Regions from separate parts of the Mus musculus genome. Here regions 1, 2, 3 and 4 are each linked to region 5. A link is a contact called in public HiChIP or PLAC-seq and promoter capture Hi-C data. All regions are on one chromosome and are shown on one strand. Each heading gives the region's core, a stretch centred on a gene start, on an enhancer-like site or on the middle of the called end of the contact. The rest is flanking DNA. Distances are from core to core; before and after follow the strand shown.

Region 1 (2,700 bases), core at 88-2,587, 380 kb after region 5:
GAAAGGATGCGTGATGAAGGATGCTTCACTAATGACAGGCATGTATTGGTTCACCTTACATGGCAATGATGAGCTCTGCTTGCCATGAATCCATAGAGAGAAACACACCAAAAACCTCTGGTGGTGTGCTGGCGGCTTCTTGCCACTTCCCCGGACTCGGGTCGATTGGCAGAGTGATGTCAGCCGGTCCAGACTCACGTGGAGTTTTGTTAAGACAGACTCACATGCTGAGGCAAGACATGTGATGAGGCAAGATCCATGGAGGACACATGATGTTTGGAGAGAGTATAAATAGGACTCGACGGAGAGTGATGGGGGCTTGCACAGCTAGCTTTGCAATGCTTGTAGTATCTTCACAGATCTTCACTTTGTTGAGAGAGACACAGCAAAGAACTCCTGGTGTCCCTGCTGACTCATGCTGAGTCAGCGGAGGCCTGGCTATATCTGCTAGGTCATGCCACAGCTGCTGATTTGTGTTTGCTATTCCAACACTCCTGAACTGACTGACTGTATATCTGTGAAGTGTTTTCGAGTGTATCTAGCTGCCGATGTTGACCTGTGAACTGGACTGTTGATTTTCTAAACAGGTTGACTTCCCCGTATCCTAATAACCTCTCTTTCCCACTGCCTCTGCTGGGCGGTAGCCTAGAAGGGAGGATAAAGTGTTTAAGAACCCATATTAAAAGTAGTCTCTGAAAAATAAAAACAATGGTGGTAGTAATACGTTCTCTTCTCAGCTCTATGACCTTGCTAGTTCCGGGAAGCTAGTTCCAGTACGAGGCATGGTTGCCCTCTGTCGAGTGAATGTCAACTCCACCAACATGCAAATGCCACTTATTGCATTTTTATATATATCTCACCCATGTGCCAACTGTTGTGGGTCACAGGTTTGCAGCTGGGTAGTGTTGTGGATTTGGTCTAACTCTTGTATTGTGTTTATTGGGTGCCCAAAATTACATGGGAATCTGCACATAAGATAGTGAGGGACCCTGCCCCCAATTGGTTTTGATTGGTAAATAAAGTTGCCGGTGGCCACTGGCTGGGCAGGGAGACAGAAGGAGGACTTTAGAATTCCCAGGCAAGGGACCGAGGGAGGAGGGAGAGAGCCATCACTCTGGGAAAGGAGCAAAGACAAGGCCTAAGAGGTGCAGAAGAAAGAGCATAACCATCACGTAAGAGTTGGGGATCGTGGCCCAGGAGCACGGCAGGTCTGGGTCCGGGACAGCCAAGATGGAAAATAGGTCTTAGTAAGTAATAAGTCAGGAATACCAGCGGCGGGGAGACTGTTAGCCACATGGAGATTAGGAAGTGGCCCAGCCTACACTCAGGATAGCAGCGCCACCGTGTGGTACAGCTCCAGTTTCAGGTGCCCTTAAGCAACATTTCGCAATACTATTTATGCCTCTTTCCTAAATACTAAAGTGAAATGTTAGACCGTTAGTTCTTACAGCTTCTTTTTAAAAATCCATAATTAAACTCCTAAGACTAAGTTGACCACTTACACACACACACACACACCCCACCCCCAGCTCCTTTCAATAGTGGTCACTCTTAGAGTGACCAGGGAAAACTGCTTGCGGTGAGGTCAAGGAGGCGTGGCCTCAGAAGATACCAGTTTTCTGGTTCCAATCCAGATATGCTGAACCAGATCCAGAGCCAGGACGACTGTGTTCTAAGTTCACTGGCCAAAGGCCGGCCGTCTTGGGTCTTACCTATCTCTAACAGTTCACATCCTTTCTTGCCGTTGAGTGAGAACTGCAGGGTTGGAGGTAAACAAGAGCACCTACCCAGAGCTCTGCTCCGGGGTGGGGTCTTCCCACGCAGAACAAAATCCCACTCCCCGGGCATCACTGCCACGCACTGAGTGGGTAGTAGAATCTCCTGCAGTAGTTTCTCTCAGCGTCTCACCCCAGGTGTATCTTCTCAGCCAGCTCCTTTAACCAACTGCCTCTGTGGATCCTCAACACTCAAGTCTGCTACAAGCATCTCTTCAACCTAGTAGAAGATGAAGCTTCTGGCATGCATGTTTTTGACGCAGCCTGCAACAGACTTTGCGGTGCTCTGATTGGCCAAAGAGCATATTTGAGAACCACCAGCTGAGACTGCGCTCCTGTCCTTTGTGGGGAGATGGGGTCCATTGCTGCGGATGGAGAGGAAGGATCCCAGCACCAAAATCATTCAGTCTTTTCATCCTGCTCCTTGCCTGCCTGCAAAGCCCAGTAAAGTGTAGTGAAAGTTCGTCTGCAGCCGCAGCCTGGCAGGCACGAAGGGGATTGGGAGTGGGAGTGAGGTGTCTGGGAGGCTACAGGAGCCTGCTGTAAACCCAGTGGTCCCTGGACTGGGAGTCTGGCTAAATGTGATCCATGCTTCCACCGGATTCCAGCATCCCATCCGCCCTAGAGGGTGGAGGTGGGGGTCTATCTCACCCACCAAGCCTGCCTGTAACTCCTGCTAGCAATAGCTTTTGTTCTTAGCTTTTAAAGATAAAACGCGGTGCTGGGTTTCAGGAAATTAAGCTTGTGTGTGTGTGTGTGTGTGTGTGTGTGTGTGTGTGTGTGTGTGTGTGTAGCCAAACTGACATTTAATATCCTCCCTAGATGAAGTCAGCAGGTAACCTGGCAAAAGGTCCTTATTCTGACAAAAGCTGGTCTGAGGCTGTCCTGCCTCATAGGCCCGTGTACAGAGCTGATGACTAAACAC
Region 2 (2,700 bases), core at 129-2,628, 360 kb before region 5:
TTTGAAAGGTAGGGCTTCTGTTTGTTTTGAGACAGGCTTTCACAACATAGCCGTACTGACACTGAACTAGCAGCAATCCTCCTGCTTCTGCCTCCCCAGTGCTGGGATCACAGGTATGCACCACCATGCCTAGCTTAGGACAATTTTTGAGCAATTAAGTTTCAGCTAAGTGAGTAGGGAAGAGCACCAGCTTTGCCTTTGGTGTGGACAGATCTGAGTTGAAGGTCACCATGAAAAACTGGTTCCATGGCAGAACCTCCACACGCTTCAGTATTCTAAGAAACAAAGGAAATAATCGAATTAAGTGAAGGTCTATTGAGACCAGGAAAGTGAAACCCTGGTAGAGTCCTAGCCCCCAGCAGTACTCAACAGTGGCTCCTAACAATACAATGCAGTTGGCCCAGAAGGCTTGGGAGAGAGAGCAGCCTTGTGCACTTTCCTCCCAATTCCAAGTTCCTGGATGCCATGTTGATATTTTGAAATTGACCATGGTAGGAATATTTACACCGTAAACACCAGTGAATGCTACCTGTGGGTATCTTCTGGGCAGGTGGGGGAATCTTCCCCAGTCACTTTAGTTGTCATCATTGTTCCTGAGTGCCAGCGCACCCCTCCCTTGGAGAGGCATCTCACACACATCCATGCTGCCATGAAGTGACGACTCACCACAAGCAGCTACTTCTACAAGGCAGTTTCTTTGTTTCCTCACCCCAAACTTCCATTTTTAGAGGCTATGAGCATCACTGGGAACTCTGTCTCACAGTGTGGTAGGAAATGATTCAATTCAATTAACACTGTCCACTGGCCGGGTGTCACAGCATGCACTTGTAATCTGGTACTTGGGAGGCAGAAGTAGGAATATCACAAGTTCAAGAACAGCCTAGGCTACCCTCTAGGTATCACCACCATGCTCTCTTAGACACTCTCTTAGAGTCTCCTTGACTCCTCTAAACAGAAGTTGGGCCAACAGGTCCAGGGGTTCAAGAGCCACACTTGCGGGATGATGCATCTGTCTTCCATTTCCCACCATGCATCTCTGGGTAGACCTAGGGCCCCCCTCTCTCTTCTTGAGTCCCACATGACCATGCCCAGGAAAGTTTAAGGGAGACTTCCCCTGGGGCAACCCCCTCACTCACTCACTCACTCACTCTGGAGCCTGATTCCTCTCAGGACCCCCTTCCACACCACGACCAGCCTTCATGGGCCTCTGCTGGAGCCACGAAGGGCAGTGGGAAGGTAGCTTTTAAAAACAGAAAAACAAAAAACAAAAAACAAAACTGGAGTAGTTAGCTTCACTAGAATGGGGACCAGAAAGAGGAAGTGTGGTCAGGCTAGTGCCTGCAGCCTCCAAGGGTGAGTGAGGGTATGTGGGCGATCAAGCCTCTCCCCAGTTGTGCTTGAGTAACACCCTCAGTCCACAGCTGTCTCCCCAGCTGCTTCCAGTGAACACCCCGGCAGTCTAGGTAAGTGCTTCAACTTGCTTTTCCCACCATAGTCATCTGTCCATGTTGCTGTTAGACGTGTGGCCAAATAGGCAACCCCACAGGCACAGGCTGAGGGGACTGTCGCTCGAGGCTGTAGTACACAGCCGGGTACAACTGGAGAAAGAGTGGCCTGGAAGAGTTCACTTGGCGTGGCTGCTGAGTGACGCTGGCCATCTCCTTACTCCTCCAGTGTGTGTGCCAGGCAAGGCAAGTTTACCTGGAAGGATGAAGTCACAGTTGGGAGTGAGTTGTGTGAAGTGTGAGGAATTATCGCTATCTGCATAGTGTCTGTAATATCTGGTATTTGATTGGTAGAGGACCCGCACTGTACTGTGTATTGTAAACGCTGGCTACCTCTCAGTGCTCTTGGATGAAAGAATCAGAACAGCACGCCTCTCGGTGCCTTTGGCACTCAGCCTCTGGTGTCTGGGATTTATAAGGCACTTGCCAACCTTCAGAAGCCTCGGGACTCAGAGGTGTTCAGCTGGCGTGAGACCTCGATGGAGCCTTCTGCTTTTGACCTCTGGAAATCAATGTTCTCAATTCTTTTTTTTTTTTTTTCTTATAGAAAATATTTTCCTTTCTCTGTTTGGGAATTTTTCCTGCATGTGTGTCTGCGTATCATATACATGCCTGGCGTCCTTGGAGGAGAGATGAGGCCATCAGATCCTTGAAACTGAACTTACAGATGGTTGTGAGCCACAACACCGTGCTGGGAACGGAACTTGGGACTCCTCTGAAAGAGCAGTCATTGTTCTTAACCACTGAGCCATGTCACTAGCTCTTCAGAAATCATTTTTTCAATCCCTGTATTATGCCATAGACCATGTGGGAGGATCAGCATCTCCAGAAGTGTGTCAGGATGGAGTTCCTCCCGCCTTCTCCCCTCTCCCCCTCCCCCTTCTCCCTTCTCCCTTCCTTCTCCTCCCTTCTCCCTACATCTATCTCTTCCTCCCCTTTTCCTCCCTTTCTCCCCTGTTCCTGTTTCCTTTTTTCCTAGCAAATAGATGTATTTCCTAACTGTAGGTAAACAAATCTGCTAGATAAGCAATAAGCTGTGGGGACTGAGCATGTATGGATAGAACTGAGTCCTATGATATAATAAATCAGACTCAGGATTAATGTGCGGCCGTCCCGGCTTGCTAAGCTGTCATGCTGAGACACACATGCAGCAAGCAGCAGGACAGTGTGGGCAACTGCCAGTCCAGTTATTGGC
Region 3 (2,700 bases), core at 162-2,661, 300 kb before region 5:
CATTTCCAATGTACCATGGCATAGATATTTCAAAAGGGAAGAAAACAGGCATATCGGGGGAAGTTATGGTCACCAAGTTGAAACCTAGAGGATACAACTGGAACCCTTTGGCTCCTTGTCTGGCATAGCCATGCACTTCCTGATCAACCGTTGTCTTTTTTTTTTCTTCTTCTTTGTACCACCCTGTCCCTAGAAACTAGAACAATATTGCATCAGCTACTTGCTGTAACAAAACACTGTGACCAAGGGAACTCATAAAAAGAAGAGTTTCTTTGGCTTAGAGTCCCAGAGGATTGGAATGCCTGACGGAGGAGCAAGGACACAGGAGCAGGAACATGAATCACAGAGCTCACAGTTTGAGCTGCAGGAATGAAAAGAGACAACGAACTCAAAATGACATGTGACTTTTGGAACCTCAAAGTCTTTCCCCGGTGACATCATTCCTTCAGCAAGACCACACCTCCCAAACCTTCTCAAACAGCTCCTCCAACTGAAGACCAAGTGTTCAAACCGCTGAGCCTGTGGGGCACATTCTCAGTCAAAGCATCACAAGTATCATCTAGATACATCTAACGACAGATGCTCAGGGCTTCTGGTGGGCCATGGGGCTGGGAGGAGGGAGGTACTTGGGAAGACACAACCGGGTAGGAAATGGTATCTTTGCATAGAGAAACCACTCACTTGTTAAGTCAAGCTAGGTGCACCCATGTCGGATGGGCAGTGCAATCTGTAACCACAGGGCTTTCCTACCCAGCCTCTTTGTTCCCCGAAATAATGGCTCTGAGCCTTAATATTTCGTGAATAAATGCCAAAAGCTTTGGCTTGTTCCCCGACTAGCTCATAACTTAATTACTCATTTATCTTTTCCTATGTTCCATGTGGTTGGGGTTGGTTACTTCTCAGTTTCATTCAACTATCTCCTTCAGCGTTCGGGGCAAATCTCCCCAGCCTGACTTTCCCAGAATCCTCTCTCTCTCTCTTTCTCTCTCTCTCTCTTTCTCTTTCCTCCCTCCCTCCCTCCCTCTCTCCCTCTCTCTCTCTCTGCCGGATGTCCCACCTTCTAATCCTGACTCAGCTCACTGACCGTAGGCTTGTTATTGGCAGCTGATGCTTCCACACAGTACATAAAGATCCTTTCTACAGAAACCAATGCTAAGTTGACTCTACTGATGGTTTAGCAGGAATGGTGCCAGAGGACATTTGTCAAGTTCTTACTTAGCAGGCTGTAAGGAATTGCTTGGGCTGCTATAGCCAAGTAGAAGAGGCAAAAAGTCAAAATGGCACTAAGGCTGAGGCCAGGGTTGGTGATATAGCTGACAGGTGAAAAAAGGTGGACTAGGTGAGAAGACTTCAGCTGGGCATGTTGTCATAGCCCACATTTCCCTGACCCGTGGCCCACAAACAAAAGGCTCAGTTCTGACAGGCAAAATCCAATGCAGGTCAAAGATCTACAGAGCCAGGCACGGCCACCCCCAAGTATGTTTATGAGTCATCAAAGGATATTACACATGCATTAGTGAACAACTCTGGCTCACTGTTTTTTCCTCCTCCAGTCTCCTGTCTTAGGGTTCTAACCTGTCCTGGTTCCTGGTAACAAATGACTGCCAACTATTATTCTTACAGTAAATGCCCAAAACTTTTTAAAGCTATAGAGAAGCTCTCATTATAAAATTATAAAGTACTAGTGCTGCTATTAAAGTTGCCCCAGGAATGAAGCCTTGGGGTCAAGCCCCAGCACCCACCTACGCATGCAGTAAATGTCCGTTAAAAATAAGTGACTCGGGCTGGTGAGATGACTCAGTGGGTAAGAGCACCCGACTGCTCTTCCGAAGGTCCAGAGTTAAAATCCCAGCAACCACATGGTGGCTCACAACCATCTGTAACAAGATCTGACTCCCTCATCTGGTGTCTGAAGACAGCTACAGTGTACTTACATATAATAATAAATAAATCTTTAAAAAAAAAAAAGTGACTCTGAGCTCAGGCGGTAGAGGCGCTAGCTCGGATCCCCTGTGCTTAGTAAGAAGCTGGATGAGGTGGCACGCATCTGTAATCCCTTGTTCAGGTGTAATCCAGTACAAGAGGAGGGGCGGAGAATGACCTAGAACCTCATAGGTCGGCTAGCCTGCTTTATACAGCACAACAGTAGAAAGAACAAGAGAGAACCTGGGCTGGTGGCACTTCAATCAATCCCAACAAAAAGAAAAAGAGAGAGAGAGAGAGATCCTGGTTCACCAAGTAAAAAGGAGAGAACCAACTCCTGAAACTTGTTCTCTGACCACATGTGCACTGTGGCCTGCATGGATATTTAATATATATATATATATGTGTGTGTGTGTGTGTGTGTGTGTGTGTATGTGTGTGTGTGTGTGTGTGTGTGTGTGTATTTTACAGTTATGTGTATTTTGTCTGCATGTGTGTCTGTGTACCACTTGCTTGCCTGTCGCCCACAGAGGCCAGGAGATCGAATCTTCTGGAACTGTAGTTAAAGATGGTTGTCAGCCACCATGTGGGTCACAGGAATCAAACTCGGATTCTCTAGAAGAGCAACCTGTGCTCTCAACTGCTGAGCCAGCCCCTGAGCCAACCCACGGAAAACAAAAAGTTAAGAAAGAAAGAGAGAGGCTAGAGAGATAGCTCAGCAGTTCAGAGTACTGGCTGTTCTTGCAAAAAATCTGAGCTCCTATTACCCAAGGAAGA
Region 4 (2,700 bases), core at 102-2,601, 340 kb before region 5:
ACCCAGAGATAGTGATAGAGAAACCATCACTGAATTACTCAATTACTCAGTCCCCAGCCCCTCCAAGAGTCAAATTGATAAAACATGACTCAGGGGTTCAGATGAACAGAAACAGGCATGCCCCATAAATGAGATCATGAGCATAGCCAGCAGGAGTGGTATATACATAAGAGTTAAAACTGTGATGCTCATTGCATACACTAGCAAGATTTTATTGAAAGGACGCAGATGTAGCTGTCTCTTGTGAGACTATGCCGGGGCCCAGCAAACACAGAAGTGGATGCTCACAGTCAGCTAATGGATGGATCATAGGGCTCCCAATGGAGGAGCTAGAGAAAGTAGCCAAGGAGCTAAAGGGATCTGCAACCCTATAGGTGGAACAACATTATGAGCTAACCAGTACCCCGGAGCTCTTGACTCTAGCTGCATATATATCAAAAGATGGCCTAGTCGGCCATCACTGGAAAGAGAGGCCCATTGGACTTGCAAACTTTATATGCCCCAGTACAGGGGAATACCAGGGCCAAAAAGGGGGAGTGGGTGGGCAGGGGAGTGGGGGTGGGTGGATATGGGGGACTTTTGGTATAGCATTGGAAATGTAAATGAGTTAAATACCTAATAAAAAATGGAAAAAAAAAAAAAAAAAAAGAATAGGATGTTGCCAGGAGGTGGTGGCACACAACTTTAATCTCAGCAATCCAGAAGCAAATGCAGGTGACTCTTTTGAGTTTGGATCCACCCTGGTGTACAAAGCAAGTTCCAGGACAACCAGAGTTCCATGGTGAAACTCTATCTTGAAAGGGGTGGGGGGGGGAGAATACTATATCAAACTTGCCACCTATGTTCTGCCAGAAAACTTTCTTGATTTACCTTGTTTTTCTTGATTATAAATTTACTCTTAGCTCCAATTCTTTCCAATAAATTTCTGTTATTAGTGCATGTTTCATTTTTGTTTTAAGATATGTTTTGATGACTCCCAGTAGGCATAATGTTAATCCTTTTCCATCTATTTTCTATTTTGGTAACAAAATTGCTACACATCAGAAAAATAAATAAATTGAGCTCCAAGTAGTAAAAAAAAAAAAAAAAAAAAAAAAACTGTGATGCTAAAAACTGAGAGGTGACCACCCAGGACCCAGCTAAGGGCCAGCCTTTGCCTATCTACAAGAAAATCTACACTTTTCTAAAATGGGTTGTATTGGTGTTCAAAGAGACCAGCAAATATAACCTTTCCTCGTCCAATCTGATCCCCTTGTTGAGTAAGTCAATCAAGCATCACAGAGCCAGGTGGCCAAGGCCTTGCTACAATGTGAAAACTTCCCACAGAAATGTGCTATTAGGACATGCCTTAGTCAGGGTTTCTATTCCTGTACAAAACATCATGACCAAGAAACAAGTTGGTGAGGAAATGGTTTATTCAGTTCCACATCGCTAAAAGAAGTCAGAACTGGAACTCAAGCAGGGCAGGAAGCAGGAGCTGATGCAGAGGCCATGGAGGGATGTTACTTACTGGCTTGCTTCCCCTGGCTTGCTCAGCTTGCTTTCTTATAGAACCCAGGACTACCAGCCCAGGGGTGGCACCACCCCACAATGGGTCCTCCCACTTTTGATCACTAATTGAGAAAATGCCTTACAGCTGGATCTCACGGAGGCATTTTCTCAAGGGAGGCTCCTTTCTCTGTGATAACTCCAGCTTGTGTCAAGTTGACACACAAAACCAGCCAGTACACTACAGATTTTTTTTTTCAGGAAGCACACAGCTCAACAAGTTGCTATGAATGAAGCAGACATAGGTAACAGATCCCCAGTTCAAGAGAAGCTATTGCTAACATCATAGACATTTACTTCTAAGGCCTTCAGCCATGGCACCTACAAATCCCTTCTAGCCAGAAGGAACCAGCCAGGCATTTTATTGTTTTGTGCTTCACAAGAGTGGAATAGCACATGGTAGTTTGCTTTTTTTTTTTTTACCCATTTTTTTTTTTTCAGTACAATCCCAGGGCCTCACATACAACATGCCAGGCTCCACTATTGGGCTACCAGCCCGAGTCAGTATGATTTTTGTGAGATTCATTGAGTGTAGTTGTAGACTGTTCATTCCTCTTGCTGTAGAGCATTCCACTGTGGGAGTGGGTCATGGTAAATTTGTCCCTTCTACTGTGAATGGACCTTTGGCCAGTGTGATGGTGACTTGTATGGGAGCTGCTGTTACTATAACAAACGCCTGGGACAATCAGTTTATAAAGAGAAGAGGTTTCTTTTGGCTCACAGTTTGTGAGCTTCTAATCCATGACTGGTTGGTCCTGATGCTTTGGGCCTGTTGTGAGGCATTGTGGTGGAAGTGGCATAGTACAAAGCCAGGCACAAGAGGAAAGGTGAAGAGAGGCAGAAGGGACTCAGGGCCCACAGTCCCCTTTGAGCACATGCTTTCAGTCACTTAAGAATTTCCGACTAGGGCTGGAGAGATGGCTCAGTGGTTATGAGCACCGACTGCTCTTCTGAAGGTCCTGAGTTCAAATCCCAGCAACCACATGGTGGCTCACAACCATCCATAATGAGATCTGACGCTCTCTTCTGGTGCATCTGAAGACAGCTACAATGTACTTAGATATAATAATAAATAAATCTTTAAAAAGAAAAAAAAAGAACTTCCCACTAGGTTCCAACTCTTGAAATTTTCACCACTTTCCGACAATGCTA
Region 5 (2,700 bases), core at 13-2,512:
GTCTACTCGCTTTAGAGCCATTTGACAGTCCTTCCTGGAAGAGTAGCTGGAGCCCTCATGCGGCTGCCCTGTGGCCACCTACAAGTCAGATCAATCAATGGGGTACTGCCTCTCTTTACCACCCACAACCGGGCAGTATTATTTCTCTGGTCTCACATCTTTCCCAAGTTTGATCTACATTAGTTGACTGGTAACTCAGTGTTCTAAGGCAACAACAACAACAACAAAAAAAAAAAAAAAAGAAAAAGCTTAACCACTGTGTGAACCTCATCTATGAAATAGGGACCACAGCGAATACTTCCTAGAGTTTTAGGATATGCCCAGCACACCACAGATGTCAGTAAACAGTAGCAGCTGGAGTAAAGACTCTGGAAGCCTCTTAGCGATGTCTGTCTTCTTAGTCCCCAAGCAAATATGGCCTCACAAGTTTCTGGGAACAACGTTCGGTAGCTTCAGTATTTATTTATTTATTTATTTTTATTTATTTATTTCAGTACCTGGGCCTCTTTATGGTAGGTAAGTGCTCTAACACAGAGCTCCAACTCTCTTTCTGACCTACTGGGTCTGAATTGCCCAGACAAGTTTTGAACTTGTGATCTTCCAGCCTCAGGCACTTAAGTAGCTCAGAATACCGGCCTGTGCCAGCTGGTATGCCTAGGGTATTGTTTATACACCCTAGACATTTTTAATCCTTTCCTTTTAGAGGACTAAACCAGCCCTGAAATGAAAGTACCTATCGCGTAAGAGGCAGTCTTACCTAGCTAAAGCTCAGGGAATCCCCAAGGCTAGGGCGTTGGTTCAGAGCTGGGGTCCCCGCCCAGCACCTTCTAGACACACCCACCTGAGTGAGGTAGCGGATTTGAGCGGATAGCTCTGCCTCCACGTGCTGCACAGAAGTGGTGAAGGCTGCCGCCTGCCGGTCGAGGAGCCGCTCGTTAGTCTTTTCCTTGGACAGTTCCAGGATCGCCGTTCCTGCCAGGGCGGGGAGAGGGCGATGTCAGACCCAGGCTTCAGACTCAGCCCCGCCCTAAGGCTAGCATTCAGGTCCCGCCCCAACTGCACGCAGAGTCCCGGGCTGGTCTTCACCCCTTGCCGTCTGCCCCTCGCTTCCCGAACCTGCGTTCTGGAGGATGGCGCCGATTTCACGCTCGATATCCTCCAGGGCGCGCAGCCGCTCGTTCGCCAGACTGTAGGTAGCCATCGTTCCAGTGGAAAGCCCCACAGGCCGTCTTTTGCGAGGTGTGGCGCCACAGCCCGGAAATGCCTGTTAATGTGCGCCTGCGCAGAGGCCACTGCAGCGAACACTACAATTCCCAGGATGCTCAGCGCGGCCTCGCCCTTCCGAGTCTACCTGGTCTAGTCTGACTGCCAGGGCGCTAATGCCAGGCCAGACAGGGGTGGAAAGAGGCGGTTATTGACTTGTTTTCTGACAGGATCTCAGTTTAGACCAAGTTGGCCTGGAACTCATAGAGATCCTCTGGTGTAATAGGTCTGTCAAAAATGAAGATAGTTTAAAGAGATACTTGTATCTCTTCAGTCTTGACTATCAGAACTTGTCTTCCAGAAAGAGATTTTACACAGTTCTAACAACTTGTCAGACCACTTTACAGGATGAGACTGAAGCCCAGATAATGAATAGTCAGTGATGGGTGTGACCACACACCTTGACTGAGGGTGGGGGTGCGGGTGGGGGTGGGGTACTTAGATGTGCACAACCTTGCTCTATTTAAACTTTGATGTTGCGTTAGCACCCTGAAGACTGACTTGAGGGGGCTTGCCGGATCTCTTTGTCACTCTTCCCAATGTGGCCACATTGGATACGTCTCCTTTTTTAACTTTCCATTTTTAATTGGCTTATTAAAGAAGGGTGGCCAGACATGACTTGGGCACTAGTCTTCCCCTCACCCCCTTCCCCACAAATTGAGTATCACTGCCTCTGCCTCCCTAAATACTGGGATTAAAGATATGAGCCACCACTGAAACAGCCCTGTGGCCCAAAGCCACTCAGACCTCTCTGATTTAGTTAACTGTCTGACTTACTGAATTTATAAGAATTTATTATTAAGCATTGGCCCTGGGCCAGGTGATGACAGTGGGAGTTCAAGTGGGTTCCTCCATACTGGGTAGTCATGGGCTCTTTGGTGGCCAACCTCTCCCAAGGAAAGCATGACATTCTCCGTGCCTAAGGCTTCTTCCTGATCCTGAGCCCAGCTCATTCTCATGTCCTGGTTCCTTCCCTCGACCTTTCTGTCTTTGATTATCAATTAGGTGTGCTAGGCTCTATGGATATAGAGATAAATGAAATGTTCTCTCACTCAATGGTGTTTGTTAGCTTATTTTATTTTATTTGGTTTTTTTGAGACAAGGTTTCTCTTTGTAGCCCTGGTTGTCTTGGAACTTGCTCTGTAGGTCAGGCTGTCCTCGAACTCACCAAGATCCGCCTGCCTCTGTCTCCTGAGTACTGGGATTAAAGGTGTGCATCACCACTGCCCACCAAGATTTATTTATTTAATTTGGTGAGTAAGGGTATTTTGTATCTGTATGTGTGTCTGTGAGTGATGTGCATGCATTGCTCATGGAGGTTAGAGAGGACATTGGATTGTTTAGAACTGGAGCTGTAGGCAGTTTTGAGGTACTGTGTGGTTGCTGGGAATTGAACAGGTTCCTCTGAAAGGGCAGCCATTGCTCTTAACCACTGAG

The links. Promoter capture Hi-C pulls out the DNA fragments that hold promoters and counts their contacts. HiChIP or PLAC-seq counts read pairs in DNA pulled down with a chosen protein or histone mark.
Region 1: a promoter capture Hi-C map of liver shows a contact between it and region 5, with 1.9 times the contacts expected there. The contact joins the enhancer-like site here to the promoter of Med11 in region 5. A contact is called at or near these places in 4 of 39 promoter capture datasets (the 3T3-L1 cell line, hippocampal neurons and liver), 2 of 115 datasets of contacts at active chromatin or transcription factors (microglia and pancreatic cancer cells) and 1 of 9 other capture datasets (pancreatic islet).
Region 2: a contact with region 5 is called in a promoter capture Hi-C map of liver, with 4 times the contacts expected there. The contact joins the promoter of Scimp here to the promoter of Med11 in region 5. A contact is called at or near these places in 9 of 39 promoter capture datasets (the 3T3-L1 cell line, cranial neural crest, embryonic stem cells and 5 more), 10 of 115 datasets of contacts at active chromatin or transcription factors (astrocytes, bone marrow-derived macrophages, embryonic forebrain and 6 more) and 1 of 9 other capture datasets (liver).
Region 3: a contact with region 5 is called in a FOXA1 HiChIP or PLAC-seq map of pancreatic cancer cells. The contact joins the enhancer-like site here to the promoter of Med11 in region 5. A contact is called at or near these places in 16 of 39 promoter capture datasets (the 3T3-L1 cell line, the C10 cell line, the HPC-7 cell line and 11 more), 3 of 15 datasets of contacts at CTCF or cohesin (the NIH/3T3 cell line, embryonic stem cells and large pre-B cells), 5 of 484 Hi-C or Micro-C datasets (cortical neurons, forebrain neurons, nephron progenitors and 2 more), 24 of 115 datasets of contacts at active chromatin or transcription factors (the 230-238 cell line, the NIH/3T3 cell line, bone marrow-derived dendritic cells and 16 more) and 5 of 9 other capture datasets (adipose tissue, embryonic stem cells, liver and 2 more).
Region 4: a contact with region 5 is called in an H3K4me3 HiChIP or PLAC-seq map of bone marrow-derived macrophages, with 4 times the contacts expected there. The contact joins the enhancer-like site here to the promoter of Med11 in region 5. A contact is called at or near these places in 3 of 39 promoter capture datasets (cranial neural crest, liver and second pharyngeal arch cranial neural crest), 1 of 484 Hi-C or Micro-C datasets (B cells), 10 of 115 datasets of contacts at active chromatin or transcription factors (the NIH/3T3 cell line, bone marrow-derived dendritic cells, bone marrow-derived macrophages and 5 more) and 3 of 9 other capture datasets (adipose tissue, liver and pancreatic islet).

The regions. Positions count from the first base shown.
Region 1 is chr11:70,073,493-70,076,192 of GRCm38.p6, reverse strand. No RefSeq gene overlaps it. Among named protein-coding and RNA genes, the nearest start is that of Gm32946, 2.8 kb to the left of the region's middle. Within about 2 kb of position 1,337, at least 39 of the 459 cell types and tissues checked have an H3K27ac peak or open chromatin away from gene starts, as enhancers often do. A contact at or near this core is called in liver and pancreatic cancer cells, where this site is marked.
Region 2 is chr11:70,811,239-70,813,938 of GRCm38.p6, reverse strand. It overlaps Scimp (SLP adaptor and CSK interacting membrane protein), which reads left to right and starts at 1,378. Exons shown (of 5, transcript NM_001045526.2): 1 at 1,378-1,463.
Region 3 is chr11:70,746,837-70,749,536 of GRCm38.p6, reverse strand. Gm12320 (predicted gene 12320) reads left to right here. Exons shown (of 3, transcript NR_167739.1): 3 at 194-833. Among named protein-coding and RNA genes, the nearest start is that of Gm12320, 7.0 kb to the left of the region's middle. Within about 2 kb of position 1,411, at least 52 of the 459 cell types and tissues checked have an H3K27ac peak or open chromatin away from gene starts, as enhancers often do. A contact at or near this core is called in the NIH/3T3 cell line, adipose tissue, liver and 1 more, where this site is marked.
Region 4 is chr11:70,794,387-70,797,086 of GRCm38.p6, reverse strand. All of the region lies in intron 3 of Scimp (SLP adaptor and CSK interacting membrane protein), which reads left to right. Among named protein-coding and RNA genes, the nearest start is that of Scimp, 17 kb to the left of the region's middle. Within about 2 kb of position 1,351, at least 4 of the 459 cell types and tissues checked have an H3K27ac peak or open chromatin away from gene starts, as enhancers often do. A contact at or near this core is called in bone marrow-derived macrophages, where this site is marked.
Region 5 is chr11:70,450,480-70,453,179 of GRCm38.p6, reverse strand. It overlaps Med11 (mediator complex subunit 11), which reads right to left and starts at 1,262. Exons shown (of 3, transcript NM_025397.3): 1 at 1,117-1,262; 2 at 842-972; 3 at 1-78. The coding sequence starts at 1,201.